Linked DNA regions of Pelodiscus sinensis: region 2 is linked to region 1. Evidence: chromatin contacts called from public Hi-C data. All regions are on one chromosome and are shown on one strand. Each heading gives the region's core, a stretch centred on a gene start, on an enhancer-like site or on the middle of the called end of the contact. The rest is flanking DNA. Distances are from core to core; before and after follow the strand shown.

What was found. A called contact is a pair of places that touch in the nucleus more often than the background predicts.
Region 2: a contact with region 1 is called in a Hi-C map of liver, with 5 times the contacts expected there. The contact joins the promoter of PHLDA1 here to the promoter of KRR1 in region 1. A contact is called at or near these places in 2 of 5 Hi-C or Micro-C datasets (liver and an unstated tissue).

What each region holds. Positions count from the first base shown.
Region 1 is chr1:67,826,094-67,832,436 of ASM4963464v1, reverse strand. KRR1 (KRR1 small subunit processome component) reads left to right here and starts at 2,637. Exons shown (of 9, transcript XM_075932071.1): 1 at 2,637-2,768. The coding sequence starts at 2,696.
Region 2 is chr1:68,055,373-68,061,620 of ASM4963464v1, reverse strand. It overlaps PHLDA1 (pleckstrin homology like domain family A member 1), which reads left to right and starts at 2,824. Exons shown (of 2, transcript XM_075932078.1): 1 at 2,824-3,801; 2 at 4,376-4,597. The coding sequence starts at 3,319. The coding sequence ends at 3,768.

The DNA of each region.
Region 1 (6,343 bases), core at 1,388-3,887:
GGATGCAAGGTCTCTGGTCTCAGGCAGAGCTCACACTCCAAATCAACATCAGCGAGCTGAGAGCAGTCCACCTGGAATGTCAGAATTTCCAAGCTCATCAATTATGACAGACAAAACCACAGCAACATTTTATTTGAACAAATCTGTATGTTTCATCAGTCTATAAGTGTTTCCTGGCTCTTTGTTGTTTGTTAATTAATGGTTCTTATCTGCCCCCTTTGACTATCTAATCTTGACTATCTATTTGTTTTCCCTATTGCTTTCCAGCTCAGCTTTCCCTTGATATATTTTTTATCCACTGCGGGTATGTCTACACTACCCCGCTAGTTCGAACTAGCGGGGTAATGTATGCATACCGAACTTGCTAATGAAGCCCGGGATTTGAATTTCCCGGGCTTCATTAGCATAAAGCCGGCGCCGCCATTTTTAAAAACCGGCTAGTGCGAACCCCGTGCCGCGCGGCTACACGCGGCACGGGCTAGATAGTTCGAACTACGTAGCCATTCCGAACTATCTGTACTCCGAGGAAAGTACAGATAGTTCGGAATGGCTACGTAGTTCGAACTATCTAGCCCGTGCCGCGTGTAGCCGCGCGGCACGGGGTTCGCACTAGCCGGCTTTTAAAAATGGCGGCGCCGGCTTTATGCTAATGAAGCCCGGGAAATTCAAATCCCGGGCTTCATTAGCAAGTTCGGTATGCATACATTACCCCGCTAGTTCGAACTAGCGGGGTAGTGTAGACATACCCTGCCTTTTCTTGTCCCCCCGCTCCCTCCCAATTTTCCCTTCTTCCACCTCCCCTATTTATTTTGGTTCTAGACAACCAACACTCTGGTCATCTGAAGAAATGGGCTGTACTCACGAAAGCTCAGGATACCATCTACAGTTATAAAGTGCTACCAGACTATTTGTTGTTTTTTCAGTATTCCAGAATAGTTTATTTCGAAATAAGTGTGCAATGTAGACATACCCTGAGAGTGGGAAGGGTCTCAGGACACATCAGAATCTCCAATTGCCTAGCTCAGGCTGCTTTCTGCTTAGCATGTTGGCTTTTGTGGATCACATTTTAAGGTACCTTTCTTTCCCCATTCATTATATGGGAAGCCTAAATGCCTAACTCTGGCTTTGTGGATCATAATATCAATCCTGTGATTTTCTAAACACCTAAACGTTAGACACTATAACACTCAGCATTGCAACATCTAAGTGTAAGGAGACTGTTAGCCCCTTACTAAAACTCCGTGGGAGTTTTTGGTTCGCTAGCTCCCAGTATCAAAAGGGGAAGGGTCCATGAGAAATCAGGGCCTTGAGACTGACAGACCCCAGAGACAATGGAAAGCAGCCAACACTCCAGCTCCGCCTGACTGACAGTTTGGACAGGCCAGTGAGGAAAGTAAGAGGCCAGGCCCCATCCTCCCTGTGAGCTGGGATTTTTCTGGGTCTCTCTGAGCAAGGAGAGAGCTGAGAGACAGCTAAGAGGAGCAAGCTGTGTCCTCAAGGCAGTCCTGCAGCAACAGAACCAGGCACACACAGCCCTTGGGCTGCAAGATGTGCTGAGGGGCAGTTTTGCAGCAACAGAGCCAGGCACACACAGTCCAAGGAGCACAGACCCTGTGTTGAGCAGCAGACTGGCAGTGCTCAGAGAGCCAAAAGGAACAGAGAAGCAATGCAAGGAGCTGGAGACTCGCAAAGCAGTGCAGCCTGCAGCTGGGTGTGGTGAGCAGCTGGGACCAGCAACATGGGGAGAGAGGCTCTGGGCAGGGAGATATCACCAGCCAAGAGGCCCAGCAGGCCAGACTGGGAGAGGGGTCTGGCCACCTAGAGCTTGAGACTGTGTGGCTACTGCCAGAGCAAGCGTGTCCAACCTGCAGCCCCCCTGCAGCTCATCCAGGGCCTTTAAGGGCCTATAAGGAAGAGACTGTGAACTGTCCTTACATTCTGCAGACAGCTGTTTTGATGTCCCCATGCTACAGAGAAGGACTGTGTGTTCTCATTTAACCTTTCTCATTTTTTTCTTATTCTTTTCTCTCTAATCAGTTAGGCTGTGTCTAGACTGCATCTCTTTTCCTTAAAAGGGATGCAAATTAGCCGCATCGCAATTGCAAATGAAGCGGGATTTAGCCATCAGGCTTCCTTGTGCAAGAAATTCATGTTGCCTGTCTACTCATAGTTCTTGCACAAGAAGCACTGATTTCTTACATTAGAACGTCAGCGTTCTTGCGCAAGAACTCACCGCCAGTGTAGACAGGCAACAAGTTTTTGTGCAAAAGTCGATCCTGCGTTGAGGGCGGGGGGCTGGACTCGATGACCTCTCGAGGTCCCTTCCAGTCCTATTATTCTATGATTCTACACTGGCCGCCTGTCTACACGGCCTGGAGCATGATTGAAGGGGGCTCCGCTAATGCAGGAGCGGGATGTAGCCGCCACTGACGCTACACCGGGCCCCCCTTTCACTTCCCTTCCCCGGGCGGGCCTCGGGAGGGAGCACGCGGCACCCCAGTTAGCGATTAAAGGTCTGGCGGGGGGCGGGGCGGAGCGGAGCGGGGGAGGCGGCGGTTTCTGTCAGGGCCGCGGGCGGAGCAGAGGGGACTACAGGGCCCGGCAGGCAACGCGCGGGGCCCGGCGCCGTCCCGACGCTTCCGGGGGCCGGGCCCGGCCTGTGCGCCGGGTGAGAGGGCAGCGCGGCGGCGGCGACATGGCGGCGCCCAGGCAGGCCGCGAGCGCGCAGGCGGTGCCGGCGGCCAAGGAGCGGAGCAAAAAGAAAGCGGGTAAAGGGGGCGGGGGAGAGGCCTGGGCTCCGCGGCGGCCGCTGGGCCGGGGACGGGGACACGCGGCATCGCAGGGCCCCGGCTGTGACGGGTCGGTGCGGTTGGGGAGAGCTGCACGTGGCGATCTAACCCCCCCCCCCCCCATGTGCAGGCAGGAGCCGTGACCGGGCGTCTGGGTTTCGCACCCCTCCTGCACACCGGCCCTCTGCTGCAACCTGCAGCCCCTCCTGTATTTTGACTCCCCCCCCCCCCCTTGTGCACTCGTCAGTCCTCGCCAAAGCCTCCAGATGGAGCCTTCCCGCCCCGACTGCCTGCCCGACCCCAGAGCCCTTTGACCTGCACAGGGATGTAACTTTCTGTGTTTCGTCAGTTAACCAGTTCAATGTTATGTTTAACTGATTAAACAGAAGTGGGTGGAGACTGTTTGGGCCAGGCCCACCGCAGATGGGGGTTACTCCAGCTGGGGTATCCCCTGCCTGCGGCAGTACCACCAGGCCGGAGCAGCCCTCTGCCTGCAGTGGGTCAGGGGGCTGCTCTAGCTCTTGCTGGTTAACTGTAACCAGTAAACGTTACCCAATAAGAGGGATGTTTATCTGCTAGCCATTCATATCCCTCACCTGGAGCCCTTACCTTAGCCCAGTGAAAATGAGCGTTAAGGAGAGTGGTGGAGGTGGAATGTAATTAGTTCTGGGTGGAACCTCAAGGAAGGGCTAAAGTGTTTGGTTTTGTGCTAGTAGAAATTTGGCAATCCCATGTCTGAGCTGGCCCTGTTCCCCATCCCCTGCTGGGGCTCCCTGCAGCAGCATGTAGAGTACAAAAGGCACACCTGGGCTGTGCTGCTCTGGAACTTCTCCTGAGCCACAGTGGTAAGAAGCCTCTTGTTGTCCCCCGCTTACCTGATGTAGGTAAGTACCGAATAGATAGAAGCTGTATAGCAGTTACTTATTAGCAACATTTTGGTACACATTGCTATGTTGCTCCTAAGCAGTATCTGTTGTTGCCAGGCAGTTTGTTCAACTGAAGCTGATTCAGATGGGGGTGGGACAGCCACGTTGGGATATATGGGGTGGGGGAATCTCAAGTTTGGGGGGAATGGATGAAGAGAACCCTGGGTTTGGCAGGGATGCCTCCAGTCAGCAAAACAGCTGAGTGAGCCTTGCTGTTGGGTACAATCTGAGAATGCTCCTGGCAGCTGAATGCTCTAGTTCCATGGTCACCAACCCGTTGATTGCGATCGACTGGTCGATCGCGAGGCGTTCGGGCAACCCCGCCCCCTACTTCCCCCCCCACCCCCGAGAAGCTCCACTACCTACCTCTAGTGTAGTGCCGGCTTCCCGCGGGGTGGACGGAAGTCTTCTCTGAAGCCCGCGTCACTTCCGGGGGTTCCGGAAATGCGCGGGCTGCTCCCCCTCCCACAGCTCTGTTGCGTGCTGGGGGACGGGGCGTTGGCCCTAGAGGAGGAGTGCAGAGGCTTCCCTGCGCCACCGGCGCCGGAGGGGAGAGTTGGGTGCAGGGCTTTCCCTGCGCTGTGGAAGTCGGCCCCGGGGTTTGGCCGCGCTGCGGGAGGGGAGGGAGTTGGCCGGGCCGTGGGAGGGGGTGTTGACTCCGGGGCAGGTGCCCATGGGGGTTGGCCGCGCTGCACCACGGGAAGGGGGGTTTGGCCCCGGAGTAAGTGCCCGCAGGGTTTGGCCGCGCTGCGGGAGGGGTGGGGGTTGCCCCTGGTGCAGGCTCCCGCGGGGGTTTGGCCACGCCACGGAATGGGGAGGAGTTGCCCCCGAGGCAGGCTCCTGTGGGGGTTTGGCTTTCCCTGCATCGCAGGGGGCCCGGAGAAGGCATGTGCTGGCTTCCTGTGGGGAGGAGGGGGAAAGGAAGGGAGAGAGAATCCTGGGAGGAGGCAGATGCAGGTGACTGCTGCCACTGGCACCCTGTCCCCGCTCCCCAGACTCCACTCCCCTGTCCCCAGCTACAGAACTCTGTCCCCATTCCCGTCCCCACTCCCCAAACTCTGTCCCCACTGGCACCCTGTCCCCTGCTGCAAAAGAACCCTGTCCTCTGCCCCCCCAGCACCCAGTTCCCTCCCCTCTGCCCCCAGCCGCAGAACTCTGTCCCCACAAAATGTATAATTATAAATGCTTCATTTTAGATTTAAATAGATTTAAATAGCATGAATAAAAAAAAGACCATTTATTTTATAACTATAAACACGTGATTTTAATTTTATATATCGCATAATTTAAAAATAAAGTGTTTGTCAGAGTGTGTAAATAAGGGATGGGGATAGCAAGTGATGGACAGAAGGAGAATAGAAAGGGACGGGGCTTCAAGGAAGGGGCGGTAGATCTTCACTTGTTCTGAGATTTAAAAAGTGATCTTCGGTGTAAAAAGGTTGGAGACCACTGCTCTAGTTTGAGAATGGAGAGAGCACTGTGCATAGCCTGCAATGGAGTGGCAGAGAGTAGTCAGCTCCTAGTACCAACAGTGGAGGTGGGAGGGGAAAGGGGATGGGGGTCTCCTTTTCCACTATTATGAAAAGTATGCTCACATGCTTGTAACTGGGATGGTGGGTATAGCTTAATGTATTGGGGTCTGGGGAGGAGATCCGTGATACTTCCAACTGCAGTATAGAAACTACTGCCACCTGCAAGCTAGATATTGATAAAGGGAGGAAGAAACATTCTTTGTTATTCCTGGACTCCAGTTTCACACACACTCACCCCTGTAAAATTACTCTTTTCCACACCCTCCCCCCAACACATGCTGTCCATGCAGGCTCTCTAAGGAAGAGCAGGTGAACAGGGCTGTGTACCCTAGAGTTGTGCTAAGGGGCCATGGTGAGGAGGGAAGCCAAAAGATTAAGTGGGAGGGGGAGGAGAGCAGCACCCCCACATGCCTCCCAATCTCTGTCCTCGATGTGACATCACAAATGTGTTGGTCATCTGCTGTGGCTACATTGCTGTTGCTGAGTGGACAACTCTCAGTAGGAAAGTGTTCCTAAGGGAAATGTTGCTTGGGTTGTGACCCTATGCCAGCTTCTACTTAGGCAGGGCTGCCTCTGATGTGCAGGCAGGCAGGCAACAGGCTCCACATCAAGATGCAGCTCCCACCCAGTGAGCAGAGGGAGCCCAGCTGGGAAGGGGAGACAAGAGAGGAGTGAGTGGGAGAGGCAGGGCCAAGGGTGGGCATTTGGGGATCTGGCATTAAAAAAGGTTCAGAAAAGGGCAACTAAAATGAGTAGGGATTTGGAACAGGTCCCATATGAGGAGAGGCTAAAGAGACTGGAATTTTTCAGTTTAGAAGGGAAGAGACTGAGGGTATGTGTGATAGAAGTATATAAAAAGTATATTGGAGAAATTGGAGAGGGTCCAGAGAAGAGCAACAAGAATGATTAAAGGTCTAGAGAACATGACCTATGAAGGAAGGCTGAAAAAATTGGGTTTGTTTACTTTAGAAAAGAGAAGACTGAGGGGGAGATATGATAGCTGTTTTCAGGTATCTAAAAGAGTGTCATAAGGAGGAGGGAGAAAACTTTGTTAAACTTGGCCTCTGAGGATAGAACAAGAAGCAATGGGCTTAAA
Region 2 (6,248 bases), core at 1,575-4,074, 230 kb before region 1:
TGTACCTTTGGGTGGAAAGGATCTGGAATTTCTGTAAGTAGTCAGTATCAGAGGCTAGAGATCATAGGAATAAGATTCAAAGTGGACTGGGGTGCACCTCTTGTTAACCTGCAAGGGGAAGTTAGGGCTGGTAATTGCCAAATTGAGAGTTCTTGAGTTTCTGAATCCTGGTTGAGTGAGAAAGCTGACACAGTCTGGAATAAGCAAGACAGACTCCTTCATGCTGGAGACAGGGTGTACCATAGAAACTCATAGCCCTGGGTGCCCTGAGAACCATCACAATATTTACAGTAGTTTGAATGGATACTGGTGCAGGAATGACCCTATATATGTCAAAACTCTTACAGCATCCCATGTAATTCAGCATTATTATATCTTGTTCTTCTCAAACAATTCAAAGAGCTGTAAAGGAGTTTTGTTTCATAAAGTCACTAATCCCAATATATCAGTCTAGGAACTTGGATATTGTTCCATTTTAAAAGTAAATATTTGGATCTTTAACTGTTCAAAATTTTATTATTTTACTGTAAGTCCAAGTTCCACAGAAGGGCTGTCTACATGACACCTGCTACAGCAATACAGCTATTGTAGTGTAGATGCTTCCTTTGTTGATGGGGAGGGATTTATCTCTTGCTGTAGTCGAGCCCACAGTAACAGCAATTAGAGTCCCACGCCACTTTGAATCCCACTGGAGTGCTGCTCTGTGCGACTCTGGCTATGTCTAGACTGCAGCTCTTTTCTGAGATACCAGAGGTATCCCGGAAAAGCTATTCTGAGTCTAAGGAATGCATCCGCTTTTCCAGAAAAAAAATTCAGAAAAGCAGATGAGTTCTTTTGCCATCCCTATAAGCCTCCCTTCATGAGGAAGAAGGGATGGCTCAAAAGAGAAGGTTTTTCTGAAATTTGGCGTCATGTAGACACACCAAATTTCAGAAAAGCCTCTTTCAAAAGAAAAGCAGAAAAAGATACTCAAATTGCTGTTTGCAATTTGTGTATCTTTTTCCGACTTTTCTTTGTAGTGTCCTACCCTTTGAGAGCTGGGTGTGTGTGTCGGGAAGGGGGGGGGGGCTGCAGTCCAGGTATCACTGAGGGCAGGCTGCTCCTGCCCCTGCCCCTTCTGCCCAAGGCCTTCCAGGGCAAGGGTGCCCCCCATATACACACACTTTGCCCAGAGTTGGCCCTGCTGGTGGTAATTATTTCACCTGTCTGAGGCCAGGTCTACACTACACCCAGAAGGTCACAGCTAAGGTGTGCAACTCCAGCTACATAAGTAACATAGCTGGAGTCAACATACCCGAAGCCAAGACAGTAGGAGGTGAACTGGAAAAATGCTTCTGTTGACTTCCCTTACCACTCATGGCAGAAAGGAGTACTGGTGCCAATGGGGGCACCCTCAGTATTCGATTTAGCGGGTCTTTACTAGACCTGCCAAATCAGACTTCAAAAGATCAATCACCAGCATGCTGATCATAGTTCCTGCTAAGGTGTATGCCCCCACCCACCTCCTCTGGAGATCCACACGTCCGCACTTGGGCAGCAGGCGGTTGCTCTAGCAGGCGGGACTGGCTGAGACAGTGTGGTGAGGGAGCCACTGGGGCAGGAGGCCAGGATGTGCCTCAGCCACATGACAGGGCAGGAGGGAGGCCTGCTCCAGTGGCCGGAGCTGCCACATTACAGGAGGAGCTAGGGCGTGTTCTGGCGGCTGAGACTGGGACCTGCTGAACGATGGGGGGAGATAGGCTCTTCGCCAGAGGCTGGGAATGGAACATGCCACATGGTGGGGGACAGAGGGAGTTTTGCTCCAGCAGCCAGGAACAGGACATGCTGCATGGTAGAGGAGGCGGGGTCTGCTCCAGAAGCTGGTAACAGAACATACTGAATGGCCAGGGGAAGGGGGTTCTGCCCCGGCATATGGGAATGTGTTAATAAATTGGGTGCCACAGTGGCACACATCCAAACAAGAGCACATGACCTCAATATTGGTGCACAAGCCAAAACTCACTCCACTCATGATTGGAAAATCTTAGAGTGAATATTGGTGTTGCTCCTCCAAGAAGTGAAGAGGTGGCCTGAGAGGTGATAGCTGAGTCAGCAGAAGAATTCTTCTATTGACCTGGCCTCCAATGCCTACAGCAGAGGTTAGGTCGACATAACTGCAGTGCTCAAGGCATGTCATTTTTCACAGCACTGAGCACTGCAGCTAAGTTTAATCTAATTTTTAAGTGTAGACCAGCTCTTAACTAAGTTTGTATCTATTTTTTTCTCTCTCTCTACTTTTCCATTTAGGCTATGTCCACACTGGATTTTTGGTCTTCTTGTAGTGTATGTTAGAATGCCAGTTAATGTGTTCATTAACAGCCTTGTCAGTGTTTCTGGCCATACATTACGGTTTGTTTCTTATCAGTTTTCTAGGGTGAACAAGCCTCAGGCACAAAGGTTTGTGCTGTGAGTATACTTTTAATGAAGTATGTCCATTAGCTTTAATGAGCAGTTGACCTTTGCATGTTTTATGGTAGGGGTGCTGAAAGCCACTGGACCGTATTGTGACCCATGTGTATGATGGACACCTATTCAAGTTGCAACCCCAGTTCCAGCATCTATAATTGTAAATGGCTTGAGACTTGCTGCTTCATAATAATAAATAATTACTAAGGACACTTAGCTTTTATCTAGAGCTTTTCATCCCCTGATCTCAGAGTTGCTGGTGCGAGCCAGGCGCTTAGATGAGGCTGCAAGGATAATAAATGAGACTGTTGAAAGCTGTAAGCCGAAGATAAAATAGCGCAGATCAGATTTAACCATCACTGCAGCGGGGAAAGTGATGTGCTGAAGGCGGAGTGCGAGGCGACTCCTCAGGGCGCTTGACCCGTGCTGGGCAGACCTGGAGCCAGCCCCGCCGCTCCCGGCTGACCCCGAAGGGAGGCGCCTGCAGGAAGCGCGCAGGGCGGCAGCCCCATATTTGGAAGGGAAGCCAGGGGCGCGGGGGCGTGAGAAAGGAACGTGGCGCTCGCCCGAGCTGGGCTTCCCTCCGCCGGGTGTCACTCTGGGCTGGGCAACTCGCGCGGCGCCTCGCAGCAGCTGCCCCGGCGGAGCGGCCAGACCGATCGCCCAGAGCCGGGCGCTGGCTCCGCACGGCCGCTCGCTGCCCCCGCCGCCTCGCTAGACCCAGGATCGTCCCGGCGCCCGCCCGCTCGCCCGCCCGCCGCCATCCGTTTCGGAGCAGGGCTCGGGCGCGGGGAGGAGAGGGCCCGGCTGCTGCCTGCCCCGGCGGGAGGTGGCTGCGCGGCCGGGCGGCGCAAGGCGCCCCCTGGCAGGAGGATGCTGGAGAGCGGCTGCAAGGCGCTGAAGGAGGGCGTGCTGGAGAAGCGGAGCGACGGGCTGCTGCAGCTGTGGAAGAAGAAGCGCTGCATCCTGACCGAGGAGGGGCTTCTCCTCGTGCCCCCCAAGCAGCCGCCCCCGCCGGGCCCCGCGGCCGCCGAGCCGCCGGCCGCCAAGGCCAAGGAGCTGCACTTCTCCAACATGAAGACGGTGGACTGCGTGGAGCGGAAGGGCAAGTACGTGTATTTCACCGTGGTCATGGCCGAGGGGAAGGAGATCGACTTTCGGGGCCCGCAGGAGCAGGGCTGGAACGCCGAGATCACGCTGCAGCTGGTGCAGTACAAGAACCGCCAGGCCATGCTGGCCGTCCGCTCCACCCGCCAGAAGCAGCAGCACCTGGGCCAGCAGCACCCGGGCCACCGCCTCCGCAGCGCCTCCAACTCCGCGTAGGGCGCCCGAGGTCCCAGCCGCGGCACGGCCCAGGTACCGCCAGCGGGGAGGGCGCGCCGGGCTCCCCGCTACCCTGCCTCCCCTCCCCCGGGCTCATCAGCGCGGGATGGAGCTGCGCAGGGCAGGCCACTGGCGGGAGGCTGCCAAGCCGTGACCAACCCGATCCCCTCCCCCCCAGGCTCCCAAGCGCCCTCGGAGCATCAAACTTTAAACACCAAACCCTGGCTAACTTGCCCGCCAGGGACTCCCTCCGGCCGGGGGCGCGGGCGGGAAATAGTTTCCTCGAGGAGTTTCATACACTACCGGGGAGTGCTGGTGCCTTTTGTGCCGACGGAGTGCCGGGCAAGAGAGCGAATGGTCCCGAGCTCTGGACTGTCTTCCATGCTCCACCAGCTCCTGTGATCTTCCATCTCCTGCCCATCCATTTGTGCCTGGCTCACTGTTGCAGGAATCTCTCTCTCTCACACACGCGCGTTGACTATCTGTGCACCTACCATTTGGCATTCAGAGAACCGGTTCCACACACACAAGCAGCTTAGCTTGACTCTGTGTGCCCACAACCTGTGTCAGCTCATTCCCTTCCTTCTGTGTTCTTTTCTTCTCACAGGTTGAATTCAAGCAGCACTTCAGGCAGCGAGACTGAGCACATTTCTGCGGTGAACATGTTTCAGTGGATCAAAAAACTTGGCAAACAAAGGAGAGCAGCAAGCAGGGAGACTGGGGAGCATCAGTTTAACCCAGCTATTTTTCTGCACAGTCCCTTCCTCTGTAAGGGGGAAAACATTTCAAGTCATATGGACTCTAACTACTATTTATGAACCTTGGAAAGGATCATCTGGCATGATGGGACTTCTAGGACACATGGCGTACTGTACATTTATTTTATTTTATGGTTATTTATTAGGGATTTTTAAAGGCTTGTTTGTTTGCAAGTTGTTTCTGAATGTAGACCATTATCCAGAAATCGAATTTCAAATCAAAATTCAAAGCACACCTTAATTTCCTACTGAACTACAACCTTTGGAGAGAGAGAGAGGTTTTGGGAGAAGCCAGTGATTTATATGGCCATGTGAATTTTAGGTGATTTTCCACATGGAATACAATAGTTTATATTTGTATCCAAAATATTAGTTTAGGAACTGTTGTTATATTAACATGGAAAGTATAATGCATGGTGTAGAACTAGGATAAAGATCTTAATGCACAACCAATAGCTTCTCTCCAGGGGTTGGATGTCACCAGATGTCAAGGGGAAGCACATTAAAATATGGAAGATGAATGTTACATTTTATATGCAAATCAGTATGCAGAAAAATAATCCAAGTCATTAGCATGAGATAAAATACCTTTGTTTAATTTATCACGTACAGCAGTTAAAGTGGGAACTCTGACCAATTTGATTTGTGATATAAGAGTGTCACATTAAAATTATATCAAATTTATGTGCTCGCTTATTTTATGTTATGATAATGGTTGTAAGAACTGAGAACTATATATTAAAACTTCTGTACATTTGAGTTCAAAGCTCTTTTGATACAGAAGGTTTATGAAAGGGCCATGTTCTTGAACTTTTTATGACTGATTTTAAATGTCTTGCATTGAAAAATCCCACTGTTTAAAGTCCATCTTGTAAATGTCTTAAAGTGTTTAAATGAATTGTTTCAGTCATAATTTTCATAAATTGAAAATTGCTGTATTGCTGAGATAAATAAGTTTATTTGGGTGTGTAATATAAGCAGATGTTGAGAGATGTGTTGAGATCTTGTCTGTATTATGTTAACGAACCCCGTAAATTTAGAAAACAAAGCATTAGGCATACATGTCTCATTTCTCCTGTTGAAATCTTTGGGGGTTTTGCTGTTGATTTCACTGGGAGCAATACTGGCTAGTAGGCCCTGATCCAAAAAAGCAAGTTATGCCAGTGCTGATGCACTTTGCTGAATTGGGCCCTTAATGTAGTGGATTATTTCCCATTTTGCATGGCTAAAGCTCTCTACTTTGAAATAAATGGTGAGAAGTCCTTTAAAATCTGATGGTACCATATGGCCTGTTATCTATAAGTCAAGGTACAGAGCTTCAGCCAGGGAACTATTTCTTTTTACCATCTAATAGGGAAACTGCGCTGCCCATGTAGAAACTATAAATGGAAACAAAGTCTTAAAAGTAATATGTTTAGGACTTTTTTTTGAAGCTTTAGCTTTACTTTAAAAATAGATCTCATTGGTTTTAGTTGCATAGCTCATATAGTTTTTAGTAACTTCATAAAATGAAATATGAAAATGATATGAATGTGAGATCTTAAGCAACTACTGCATTTGAAGGGTAACTTTTAATTTTCTGTCCATCTCAAATAGGAGCCCCGTCCTGCAAGGTGAAAGTTCATTCTGCTCCAAGGTACTGAGCCTCTTCCAGGGTGAAGGAACTTTTTTCTAGCCCTGATCTTGCAAATGTATAAGTGGCCCCATTAATGTCTTTGGGAC